Linked DNA regions of Mus musculus: all the other regions are linked to region 3. The links are chromatin contacts, called in public HiChIP or PLAC-seq and promoter capture Hi-C maps. All regions are on one chromosome and are shown on one strand. Each heading gives the region's core, a stretch centred on a gene start, on an enhancer-like site or on the middle of the called end of the contact. The rest is flanking DNA. Distances are from core to core; before and after follow the strand shown. Region 1 holds the start of Abcf1 (ATP-binding cassette, sub-family F (GCN20), member 1). Region 2 has its middle 8.9 kb from the start of Gm41577. Region 3 holds the start of 4833427F10Rik (RIKEN cDNA 4833427F10 gene). Region 4 holds the start of Psors1c2 (psoriasis susceptibility 1 candidate 2 (human)).

The links. Promoter capture Hi-C pulls out the DNA fragments that hold promoters and counts their contacts. HiChIP or PLAC-seq counts read pairs in DNA pulled down with a chosen protein or histone mark. Capture Hi-C pulls out chosen DNA fragments and counts their contacts.
Region 1: a contact with region 3 is called in a promoter capture Hi-C map of adipose tissue. The contact joins the promoter of Abcf1 here to the promoter of 4833427F10Rik in region 3. A contact is called at or near these places in 1 of 39 promoter capture datasets (the HPC-7 cell line), 1 of 115 datasets of contacts at active chromatin or transcription factors (pancreatic cancer cells) and 2 of 9 other capture datasets (adipose tissue and pancreatic islet).
Region 2: a contact with region 3 is called in a FOXA1 HiChIP or PLAC-seq map of pancreatic cancer cells. The contact joins the enhancer-like site here to the promoter of 4833427F10Rik in region 3. A contact is called at or near these places in 2 of 39 promoter capture datasets (the C10 cell line and second pharyngeal arch cranial neural crest), 6 of 115 datasets of contacts at active chromatin or transcription factors (T-cell acute lymphoblastic leukemia, embryonic fibroblasts, embryonic stem cells and 3 more) and 3 of 9 other capture datasets (adipose tissue, liver and pancreatic islet).
Region 4: a contact with region 3 is called in a promoter capture Hi-C map of liver, with 2.8 times the contacts expected there. The contact joins the promoter of Psors1c2 here to the promoter of 4833427F10Rik in region 3. A contact is called at or near these places in 9 of 39 promoter capture datasets (the 3T3-L1 cell line, the C10 cell line, the SN4741 cell line and 5 more), 1 of 115 datasets of contacts at active chromatin or transcription factors (pancreatic cancer cells) and 1 of 9 other capture datasets (pancreatic islet).

The regions. Positions count from the first base shown.
Region 1 is chr17:35,968,488-35,971,300 of GRCm38.p6, reverse strand. Abcf1 (ATP-binding cassette, sub-family F (GCN20), member 1) reads left to right here and starts at 1,551. Exons shown (of 23, transcript NM_013854.1): 1 at 1,551-1,655. The coding sequence starts at 1,583. It overlaps Gm32655 (a long non-coding RNA gene), which reads right to left and starts at 1,516. Exons shown (of 2, transcript XR_385568.4): 1 at 1,296-1,516.
Region 2 is chr17:35,596,141-35,598,840 of GRCm38.p6, reverse strand. No RefSeq gene overlaps it. Among named protein-coding and RNA genes, the nearest start is that of Gm41577, 8.9 kb to the right of the region's middle. Within about 2 kb of position 1,255, at least 12 of the 459 cell types and tissues checked have an H3K27ac peak or open chromatin away from gene starts, as enhancers often do. A contact at or near this core is called in pancreatic cancer cells, where this site is marked.
Region 3 is chr17:35,771,159-35,773,858 of GRCm38.p6, reverse strand. 4833427F10Rik (RIKEN cDNA 4833427F10 gene) reads right to left here and starts at 1,409. Exons shown (of 3, transcript NR_045459.1): 1 at 948-1,409. Gm32409 (a long non-coding RNA gene) reads left to right here. Exons shown (of 4, transcript XR_876780.2): 4 at 1-35.
Region 4 is chr17:35,531,759-35,534,511 of GRCm38.p6, reverse strand. It overlaps Psors1c2 (psoriasis susceptibility 1 candidate 2 (human)), which reads right to left and starts at 1,311. Exons shown (of 2, transcript NM_020576.2): 1 at 1,218-1,311; 2 at 1-613. The coding sequence starts at 1,272. The coding sequence ends at 261.

The sequences.
Region 1 (2,813 bases), core at 302-2,801, 200 kb before region 3:
GAAATGGAGGGAAAGTGACCACCTATGTCAGATGTGTTAGGACATGGCTTCTGATCTGGTTATCCTGGAAAATGAATTGGGACAGAAGCATCATGAGAGCTGGGAATGTAGTTCAGTGGGTAGGACATTTGCCTAGTATGTGTGACACTGCCTTAGGTTCCATTCTTGGACCATATAAATAAACCAGGCACATTAACACAGGTGTGTAATCTCAGAGCTCAGGAGGGAGACAAGAAAATGGGAAATTGAGTATCATTGGCTACTTAGAGGACTTGAGGCAAGACTGGACTACATAAGGAAAAGAAGAGCATGACTGAAGACAGGAGCTGCCCCAGGTGTGGAAACCCTCATCCAAACCCCCATGCCTGTCAGTCATTAGCGTTAAAGCCAGCCATCTCTTGATTGTGGTTTGAAAGGTATATGCTTCCTGGGAGGCAGAGGCAGGTAGATCTCTGAATTCATGGCCAGCCTGGTCTACACAATGATTTCCAAGACAGCCAGGGCTACCCAGAGAAACCCTGTCTCAAAAAAAAGGGGGGGGGGGCTTGTTTGTCAAAACTTACAACTGCTCATTGCTTGCCATTTTATGTGCAATTACAGTAGGTCAATTAGGACAAAATTATCACACACACACAAAACTCCAGGTTCCATTGCATAATAGTTATTGGGGTGGAGTTCCTTGGTTATATCTGTACACCTGGATATTTATTGACATGTCAACCAAGGGCGAGTAAGGTTACACTTTCCTAAGCCGACTGGCTGTGGTGTCTTTAAATACAGTTTACAGTACGTAGGATTAGAAAAAAATAGGATTAGAAGTAGTGAAGAATGACTGAAGAGGTGTACTGTTTTAAATAAAGTGGCCAGTCAGGCATAATAGTACAGACTTGTAATCCTGGCTCTCCCAGAGGCAGAAAAGCAGGCGGAATTCTAGGAGTTCCAGGCCAACCAAGACTACATTGTGAGTTTCAGAGCAGCCTAAGACTACACAGTGAGTCCCTGGTTAAACAACAAAAAGGATTCAGAACAGGGTGTGTCGACAAACCTCAGCACTCCTACCAGGCAGTGGTGGCGCACACCTTATTAATCCCAGCACTTAGGAGGCAGGGGCAGGCGGATTTCTGAGTTAGAGGCCAGCCAGTGTTACACAGAGAACCTTGTCTGCAAAACAAAACAAAACTCAGCACTCCGGAGCCAAAGGCAAACGCCTCTCTGGGTTGGAGGTCAACCTCAGCTACACAGCGAGTTCCAGACACCAGCTAGGATGACACAATCAGATGTCTACTTCTGCCTACCTGGAAATTACCATGTCCTTCTTTGAGTGTCACCGCGTCGCAGCATCAGCTGCTTAGGCGTTGGGACGGTCATGACGCGCTGCCCACTCCAGTCAAGTAGGTGACGTCTCTGGCCACACCCCCAAAGCCGCAATGCCGCCACGCCCCTTTGCCCCACGTGTCTGCGCAGCAGACCCTCCGCGGGTCGGGGCGGAGCCTACATGGAGAGCCCGCCCACTGGCCGGCCCACATCGCCGGAAGCGGAAACGGCGCCGGGCGCCGCTGGAGGACTCTTAACTGCCGCCGCGATGCCGAAGGGTCCCAAGCAACAGCCGCCCGAGCCCGAGTGGATCGGGGACGGCGAGGGCACGAGCCCCGCGGGTGAGTGGGGAAGGAGGCAGGAGTGGCGGGGACGGCGGCGGCCTCCATGGAGCGTGGGTCCTGCGCATGTGCGCCGGGGCAGAGGCCGCGTGCCCCGGGCCGTCCTAGAGCCCAGAGAGGCGGACGGGAGACGGGAAGACCATATGTCACCGAGGGAGGGACGGCAGGACAGGAACTAGAATTGTTGACTTCTTTCCTACCGCGGTGAGGGAGCGTGCCTTGAATCGTGTGGTGCGCTCCCAACTGCACTTGCCTCCCTCCCAGAGAACAACAGCTCCTTCGTGGACTCCAAAGGCTCGGTCCCGCTGGACTGCACTAGGTGCTGTCTTTATGTCAAGGGCTAGGATCAAGGTTTACTTTAATACTCATGCGATGTGCTTTGTGCGTGGTATAAAGGTCTCTTTTTTTTAAGACGTTCTCTCAGCCAAGCCTTGGGGGAACACGCCTTTGATCCCAGCATCAGGAAGCCGAGGAAGGCGGATCTAAGTGAGTTCGAGGCCAGCCTGGTCTACAAGGCGAGTTCCCTGACAGCGAGGCCTACACAGAGAAGCCCTGCCTCGAAGAAAACAAGATCACTCTACATAGCCCTAGCTGTCCCAGAACTCACTCAGTAGACCATGCTACCCTCCAAGGCACAGAAATCTGCTTGCTTCTGCTTCCCAGGTGCTGGGATTAAAGGTGTGTGCCAGGATAGATTTAGGAACACTAGGCTCTGGCAGTGACTTTTGTAAGAAGTGTCAAAGAAATAGTAAGGAAGTGAAGACTGAAGAGTTGCTGTCAATCAAGTGCCTGGTGCAGAACTAAAGACTGGGCAGATAAAAGGGTACAGAAGGATGTCACTCTATTAATCAAAGTGCAGTTTAAGGAGTGGGTAGTGAGCTGGGCAGTGGTGGTGCACGCACGCCTTTAATCCAAGCACTTGGAAGGCAGAGGCAGGCAGATTTCTGAGTTCCAGGACAGCCAGGGCTACACAGAGACACCCTATCTCGAAAAAGAAAACAAAACAAAATAAGAGAGTGGGTAGTGGACCATTAGTAGGTAGTAGTGCTTGAGAAATACCTTTAATTAAAAGGTGTTTTGTTCTTTGAGGTGGGATTTCACTATGCAGCCTGACTAGTCTGGGACTCACTATGTAGATCAGGCTGGCCTGGAACTCAT
Region 2 (2,700 bases), core at 6-2,505, 170 kb after region 3:
AAGAAGAAGAAGAAGAAGAAGAAGAAGAAGAAGAAGAAGAAGAAGAAAACAACATCCGGGCATGGTGGCACATGCCTATAATCCCAGCACTCGGGAGGCAGAGGCAGGCAGATTTCTGAGTTCGAGGCCAGCCTGGTCTACAAAGTGAGTTCCAGCAGGACAGCCAGGGCTACACAGAGAAACCCTGTCTCGAAAAACCACAGGGGGGGAAAAAAAGATCTGTACATTACAGTGTTGTAAATTTTACCGCGTTAAAATAAGAACAATGTAAAGGGTTTTATAAAATGATATCCTGAAGCAGTGATTCATTGCTCAGCTACCTGATTCGTCACAGAGCTCTCTCCTCTTCAGCCATACCTTTATTTTAAGACCTCCATCCTTCCTTCATCCTTGCATTAAATGTACAAAGAGCCTGCTTGGAGCCTGAGAAGGTCCCAAGAAGATGGGGAGACGGGACACACAGGGCGGGGAAGGCTCCAGGGATGACCTGCAGGTCACCGTGTGGGCAAAGAGACAGGTTTATAGACAGATGAGTGGCAGGCTGTGCCCAAGGCTTTTCAATTGTCCTGCCCCAGAGGGAGGCTAGAAACTTGGCTCAGAGGTGGGGCTGCTCACAGGCAGGAGACAGGTGGACCATGAAGAATTTGGGGAAAGAAACAAGAATCCAAGAATACAGGCTGCAACTACAAGCCAGGGCGCGGCCAACGAGGGTCAGAAAGATTGTGGAGCTAGAAAGCGTAGCACAGGAAAAACGGTGGGGTTAACACAGCGCTAAGGATGCCACACAGAGGAGTCAGGAGTTAGGCCTGCCATAACAGGAAGCCAGCCAGCAGGGCAGTATAAGGAGTACGGAACAAAACACAAACAAAAGCAAAAACCAAGAGCAGGTTGACCACTGAACAAGGGGAAAATGGAGGACAGAATCAGGCCAGAAAGCTCCACCAAGCCCCAGCAAACAAACACACACACAGCCAGGGGATCCCCAGCGTGAATGGGAAGGAAGCAAGAAAAATGAGGATTTCAGGACATCTCTGGCCAGAGCTTTCATTTATTCTTTAATAATTACATACATGTATATACTGGACCTTGACCATACCCACTTTCAGCTCCTCTGTGCCAACATATCCCTCTCACAATGCCTCACACCCCAAAACAACCCCTCACCTTCACCCACACACACCCCAGTCCACCCAGCACACCCCAGCACACCCCGTTCATATTTTCACATTTTCTTTATTTTTCCAGTGACTCACTGAGTAAGCAGGAGCTGCCTAAAGGAACATGGATGATCTACCATTGGCCACACCCCCAGAGGAGAACCATCTACCTGCACCAGCAGCCAGCAGCTGACAATAGCTCCTCAGATGGAGTGAGTTTGGGGTGAGATCTCCCGAGTCTCTCCCCATTCATGCTGGGGTGTCTACTATCTTGATCGTGTGCTGGTCTTATGTGAGAGCTCAGAGCCTCAACCAAAACCACAGAGCAGATGGAGCAAACTAGGAGGGTAAAGTCATAAACAAAGCCCACCCACAGGGACACTTCCTCTGCCAGTGTCAGTCTCCTAAACCTACCCAACAGCGACCCCAACTGGAGACAAAGTGTTCAATACCAGAGCCTATGAGGGACTTTCCTACTCAAACCACCACAGGATGCATTTGAGGGAGTATTGGGAACTGGGGTAGAAAGGAGGCAGGAGTGGGTTTGGGGTGTGAGAGAGAACTTTGCTGAGACACAGGGAGAGACAGAAAGAAAAGAAAGAAGAAACTGTAGGAAAGATGAAGGGGAAGGAGAAGGAATGTTGAGAGGCTGAAGAGAAGGCAGAAAGGGCAAAGGGGGAAGGGGAGAGAGCACAGAAAAGGGGAAGTGGCAGTCAGAAAGAAAACACAAAAATACAAACAAAAGGGCTGAAGAGATGGCTCAGTGTTGGGAGCACTGACTGCTCTTGCAGAGGTCCTGAGTTCAAATCCCAGCAACCACATTGTAATGGCTCACAACCATCTGTAATGGGACCCGATACCCTTTTCTTGTGTGTCTGAAGACAGTTATAGTGTATTCACACACAGAAAATAAGATAAATAAATCTTTTTTAAAAAATACAAACACAAGTTAGGTGTGCTGAACACAGTAATCCTAGCACTTCAGGGCTGAGGCAGGAGGATTGTGAGTCTGAGGCAAGTATAAACTACAGAGTTAGGAAGATGTAATTCAGTCGAGAGCTTACGTCACATACAAGAAGCCCTGAGTTTGGTCACCAGCACTGTATAAAGTAGGGACGGTGATGGGTACTGTGATCTCACCATCTAGAAGGTAGAAGCAGGAGGGTCAGAAGTTCACGGTCATTCTCAGCTACAAGGAGAGTGTGAGGCTAGCCTGGGCTATGTGAGACACCGCCTCAAGAAACAAAGGAGAGAGAGATGGCTCAGCACTTGAGAGCATTTGTTGCTTTTGCAGAGGACCTGGGTTTGGTTCCCAGCACCTATGTCACCCATAACCACTTGAAACTCTACCTTCAGGGGCTCTGACACCTTCATCGAGTTTATGGGCGCTTGTATACATGTGGTACACACACATACACTCAGGCAAATGCGCATAAATATATATTTATATATTTACATGTATATTATATTTAAATTTATATTATATTTACACACACACACATATATACATATATAATTTTTTAAAAAATAAAGTATGACCTAG
Region 3 (2,700 bases), core at 160-2,659:
TCTTAGCTACATGAAATCTAGTCTCAAAAATAAATAAATAGAGATATTTGCATTTTTCATTGATTTGTAAGGAAGGATCCTTTCTTCCTTTGTTTCTTCCTTTTTTTTTTTTTTTTTTTTTTTTTTTTTTTGAGACAGGGTTTCTCTGTATAGCCCTGGCTGTCCTGGAACTCACTTTGTAGACCAGGCTGGCCTCAAACTCAGAAATCCGCCTGCCTCTGCCTCCCAAGTGCTGGGATTAAAGGCATGTGCCACCACACCCGGCTGTTTCTTCCTTTTTGTTTCCTTCTTTGTTTCTTTGTTTCTTTCTTCCTTTCTTAATTAATGTCTGTGAGTGTTTTGCCTGTGGGTATGTACCGGCATCACATGCATACATACAGTACCCACAGAGCCCCGAAGAGGGCTGGCCTTATCTATGGTTGTGAGCCTCCTAGAACTCACTGTGTAGCCCAGGCTGGACCCAAACTTGTAATGATCCTCTTGCCTCTGTCTCCTGAATGCTGGAATTGCAGGTGTGAGGTACCTTTTAAGGATCATCTCTAAGCTGATCTCTAACACAGAGCAAACTTTCCATCTCTGTCTTTTCTTACACTGTCTCCCCAATTGCTCAGGATTACACATGTGAACTATGTTCAGTAAATAAAGGAGTATTGAAGACTCAGTCAAGTAAAACAGCTGTGTGGGTCAGGCACCTTGAAAATGTCACAGATGGCTCAAATCCAGTTTTTTCTTTTTCTGGAGATAAGGTCTCGTGTAGCCCAGGCTGGCCTCAAACTCCTAATGTATCTGAAGATGACTTTGAACTAATGATTCTCCTGCCTGTACCTCCCAGGTGCTGGCATTACAGATGTGTACCACTATGCCTGTCTTAGGGTTTTACTTCTGTGAACAGACACCGTGACCAAGGCAACTTTTATAAGGACAACATTAAATTGGGGCTGACTTACAGTTTCAGAGGCTCAGATCATTTTCATCAAGGTGGGAACATGGCAGCATCCAGGCAGGCATGGTGCAGGAGGAACTGAGAGGTCTACATCTTCATCTGAAGGCTGCTAGCAGAATACTTACTTCCAGGCAGCTAGGATAAGGGTCTTAAAGCCCCTGCCCACAGTGATACACATGCTCTAACAAGTTCCCACCTACTTTCACAGGGCCACACATTCTGATAGTGCCACTCCCAGAGCCAAGCACATACAAACCACCACAATGCCTGGTTTTTTGTGGTACTGGGAACTGAACCCAGGGCTTCTTCCATTCTAATTGATTACACTATCCACTAAGTTCCAACCTTAGTCCCCATTCATTTTGATTAAAAGCTCTTTTGTACATTGAAGTTTCTGATTCTTTGTTATGTTACCAAAAACCCCTTGCCATGAGACTGACTCTCATGGCAAACTCTGTCTCCTGTCTCTTGATGTCTATCAGGGCAGAGATTCCCTCTTGGTGAGCAACAAAACTGTCCTTTCTGACTCCTCCCCACGTCCCAGCCTGTGAGACGAAGCTTCCTTGTATGGCGTCCTGTTGCTGGAAGGGTCTCCTAGATGTCTGACCAGAGCTCGATGTTCTATATAGTCTGCCATAAATCCCCGTGTCTGACAGGCCTTGATTTGCTGCCATGGCATTCAAGGTATGCAAACAGCTTGGAGTGTTCTGCCAGGCTCGAGCGGAGGCCTTGGGTAAGCTTCTGCCTGTGGCACGGTGTGTGCCCGTTTTTGGACACAGCTTCTCATACTGTGTCACTGAGAAGAGTGAAGCCAGGTCACATCAACTATAGCTGCAAAAATTCTGAGCAGCTGGGCCTGCTGGGATACACCTGTAATTTCAGTGCTGGGGATGCGGAGGCAGGAGGATAGCTCTAGAGCTGTGTGTGTGTGCGCTTGTGTGTGTGTGTGTTTGGGCTTGTGTGTGTTCAGGGGTGTATGTGTGTGTTTCCAGGATCAAGCAGGGAAGATGGAGGACAACGTGTGGGAGTTGGTTCTTGCCTCTCACTGTGTGGGCACGGAGGACTGAACTGAAGTCATCCGACTTGGTGCCAAGGGCCTCCACCTGATGAGTCATGGAGCCAGGGGAAAAGAAGTGTTTCATGAATTCTGACTCTTATAATGAGGGCAAGGAACAACCTTAGAAGAAAAAAATAAGTGTTGCTTAGGAAAATGAAAAGCAGGTAAGTGCCTTTAATCCAGCACTCAGGTGGCAGGGCGGGAGGGTCTCTGTAAGCTTCAGGCCAGCCTGATCTACATTGTAAGCAAGTTTCAGGCCACTTGGGGCTACGTAGAGATCCTGTCTTTTAAAACCAAACCAAACAAACATCTCTGCTTCTTAAAAATGTCCTCCTGCTACATTGCCGGGGGCCGATGTTTGATTTTTAGAGAGTATTTGCTTACACTCCAGGGAAGTTAGGCAAAGCTGGGAGTTCACAGCGGCTAAGCTGACTGCAGGCCTTCAGAGCGCTCGCTCCTACAGGAGTTTTATCAACCCAATTCGGCAGAGGATGCTGGAATTTACCTAAAGTCACAGAGTGAGACAGGGTCTTTCTCTGAGACCTGAGGCACACAGATTAGATGAGGCTGCCTGATCAGCAAGCCAAGGGGCCTTCTGTCTCTATGTTTCCAGCACTGGGTTTAAAGTTCATGTTGCTCACCCTGGATGTTTATGTGGGTGCTGAGGATTGAACTGTGGTCCCTGTGTGTGTGTGTGTGG
Region 4 (2,753 bases), core at 62-2,561, 240 kb after region 3:
CAAGAACAGGCTGAGTGAGGTAGGAGTGTGCTTTCTGCTGATCAAGAGAAGCGAAGGGACAACATAATGACTGAACAGGGACCACAAAGTGGAGGGAGGGGGGGTTGCAGAGCATAGACACTTCCAACATAGAACACAATTCAAACAGAGACTGAGGAAGGGAACTAAGGGATTAGGGAAAATTGAGATTCTAAGCGGGCAGCCAATGAAAAAGGTGGGCTTTGGTGTGCTCTGTGGAGGCTCACGTTCCCTAGGGTCCCCTATCTATACTCTTCCTGGGGTGGGTCAAGGTCTGGCTCCTCCTGAGATTCATGGTCCATCTCAGGGGCAGGAGGCCAGGGGTTTTCTGGGGGCTGGGTTCCTGCTGGCCAGGGGTCATCAGGCAGAGGAGGTTTAGGGGGATCAGTGCTTGGGGGCTTTGGGGGCCAGGCACCACTGTCAGGAAGATCTCTCCAGGGACGGTTGGAGCCTGGAGGCGGAGGTTCATCAAACAAAGGAGGCGCCCCAGGCCAGGGATCACCAGGGATTGGGGGTCCCAGAGGCAATGGTGGGGAGTCCTCCTCTTCGTGGGTGTCTGTAGATCCGGGAGAAGGGTCGCCATTGCCTGAAATGCCTGTAGAGGAGGAAGGAGAATAAGAGATACAGTCGCAGAACACTTCCCACCCAGCTTCATACCCAAAGGTTGAGCCTCACTTAGACTAGCACAGCCTGAGCCCCAAAACAGATCTCAGAGTGACCCCCAAAGTGCTCTCCATACATTTCCCAAACACTGAGGCCATCTTCACACGGTGTGAAAGCCCTAGGCTCATCCGGACCACTGACACGATCATACTTCCAAATGGTTCTCTGTTCAACCTTGGTTGGGATACTCCACTGGAACCTCCCCCAGGGTGGTCTGCACTGGAAGTGGTCTTGGCCCCACCTGTCACTCAGGCGCCATCTCTGTAATAACCAGCCCTCAGTCCCAGTGACTCCCTAGGCCTGGTGACTCCACACAACTCTATCGCATCCCTCCACCTGACCCAGCAACATATTCAGAATCAAGGTGCCCCTGCCTGCAATCCCCTGAGCTTCCCCACTAAGGACACTCCAAGAATCCCTTCTGCTCTGCGTTCCTCTTACTCCTTTCCTCCTGGGGGCGTCCCCTCCCTAAGGGTGGGTCATTTCGACCATCTCCATCACCCCAGCTGTGCTCCTGGCCTATTCTGACGACTCACCTCCTGCACACAGGCAAAGGACCAGCAGGCCTAGCAGCTTCCAGGTGAGCATCATGGCTGTCTACTGGCCCCCAAGGCGGGGTGCTCCGAGTCTAGGTGCTTGAGAACCTAAGAGGCTTTATAGCAGAGGAGGTAGAGGGGGTGGCCAGTCTGTGGGGAGGGGCCAGCTCAGCACCCTAAGGAATCCCTACCAGAGCCTAACTGGTCAAACCCGTTTACAAAGAACCTGCCAGTAAGCATCCCTCTTTTCTGTCCCCCAGTCCCGGGGGCCGGGGGCAGCCGGGTCTATCAGTGACCCAGACCCCAGGAGGCTCCACCCTTGTTTTCACACCTCCTCCATCCACACCCGGCAGGAATCAGGACCCACCTGTCATCTTTATAATCACAAGGAAGGCTACCTTTCATCCGTGATAGTTATTGGAAGCCACAAAATGGGGGCAAACCTCGCGTGGGGAAGCTTGGTAATTAGAGGCAGAGGCGGGACGCCTGGGTCAGAAAGCACCCTCTAGACTGGCATCTCAGCCTCGGAGCTCCGTCCCCCCACTCCCCTCTGGACCATGCTCTCTGGCATGTCACCTCAGTCAGTCACTGGGAACTTCCCAGGCAGTGACATCTAAGGAATTCCAGGGGGAGCCACCTGGGTGACGCGGGAAGCCAGGATATCCTGGTTCCTGACCCCATGCAGAGGTGACTGCATCAACACCAAAGACTCAGGAAGAGCTCCCCTCCCCCACCCCTGCCCTTGTAACCCTAGAAATCTTCCTTCTTCAGGATGGCCCTGAGCATCAGGGTCCTTAAGACACACCCACCACCACCACCACCACCACCAAGAGAGATTGCTTCAGAAGGCTTGAGAGTGTCTGGACTACAGCTCCAATCCCCACACATCTGTCCCCACCTGGTCGGTTTGGGATTCTACTTATGGCTGATCAGGGAAACTTGGTTTCCACTTGATAGCCCTGGCCCCAGAGCATCCATCTTGATCCTGGACCATCTCCCTCAGGCTCCCAAGGTTTTAACCCATTGTTACTCTTCCTCCCTCCTCTCACACACAGATTTTTTTTCTTCTTTCCTTTCTTTCTGGTCTACAGAGTGAGGTCCAGGACAGCCAGGGCTACACAGAGAAACCCTGTCTTAAAAACCAAAAAAAAAAAAAAAAAAAAAAAAAGAAAAGAAAAGAAAAAGAAAATGTGAGTGTTTTACATACAAGTGATGCACAGGGAGGTCAGAAGGCATTGAATCCACCAGAACTGGAGTTATAAACAGTTGTTCGACTCCATGTGGTTGTTAAGATTTTAATCTAGATCCTCCGGAAGAGCAGCCAGTGCTTAGGACCACTTAGCCATCTCTCCAGTCCATCCCAAAGCCCTTCTGGAACTGTGCCCTGCCCCTGCCAGGAACCCCCTGCCGTCCATCACAGTCTGGAACTGTGCCCTGCCCCTGCCAGGAACCCCCTGCCGTCCATCACAGTCTGGAACTGTGCCCTGCCCCTGCCAGGAACCCCCTGCCGTCCATCACAGTGGCCCTGGCCTAGGA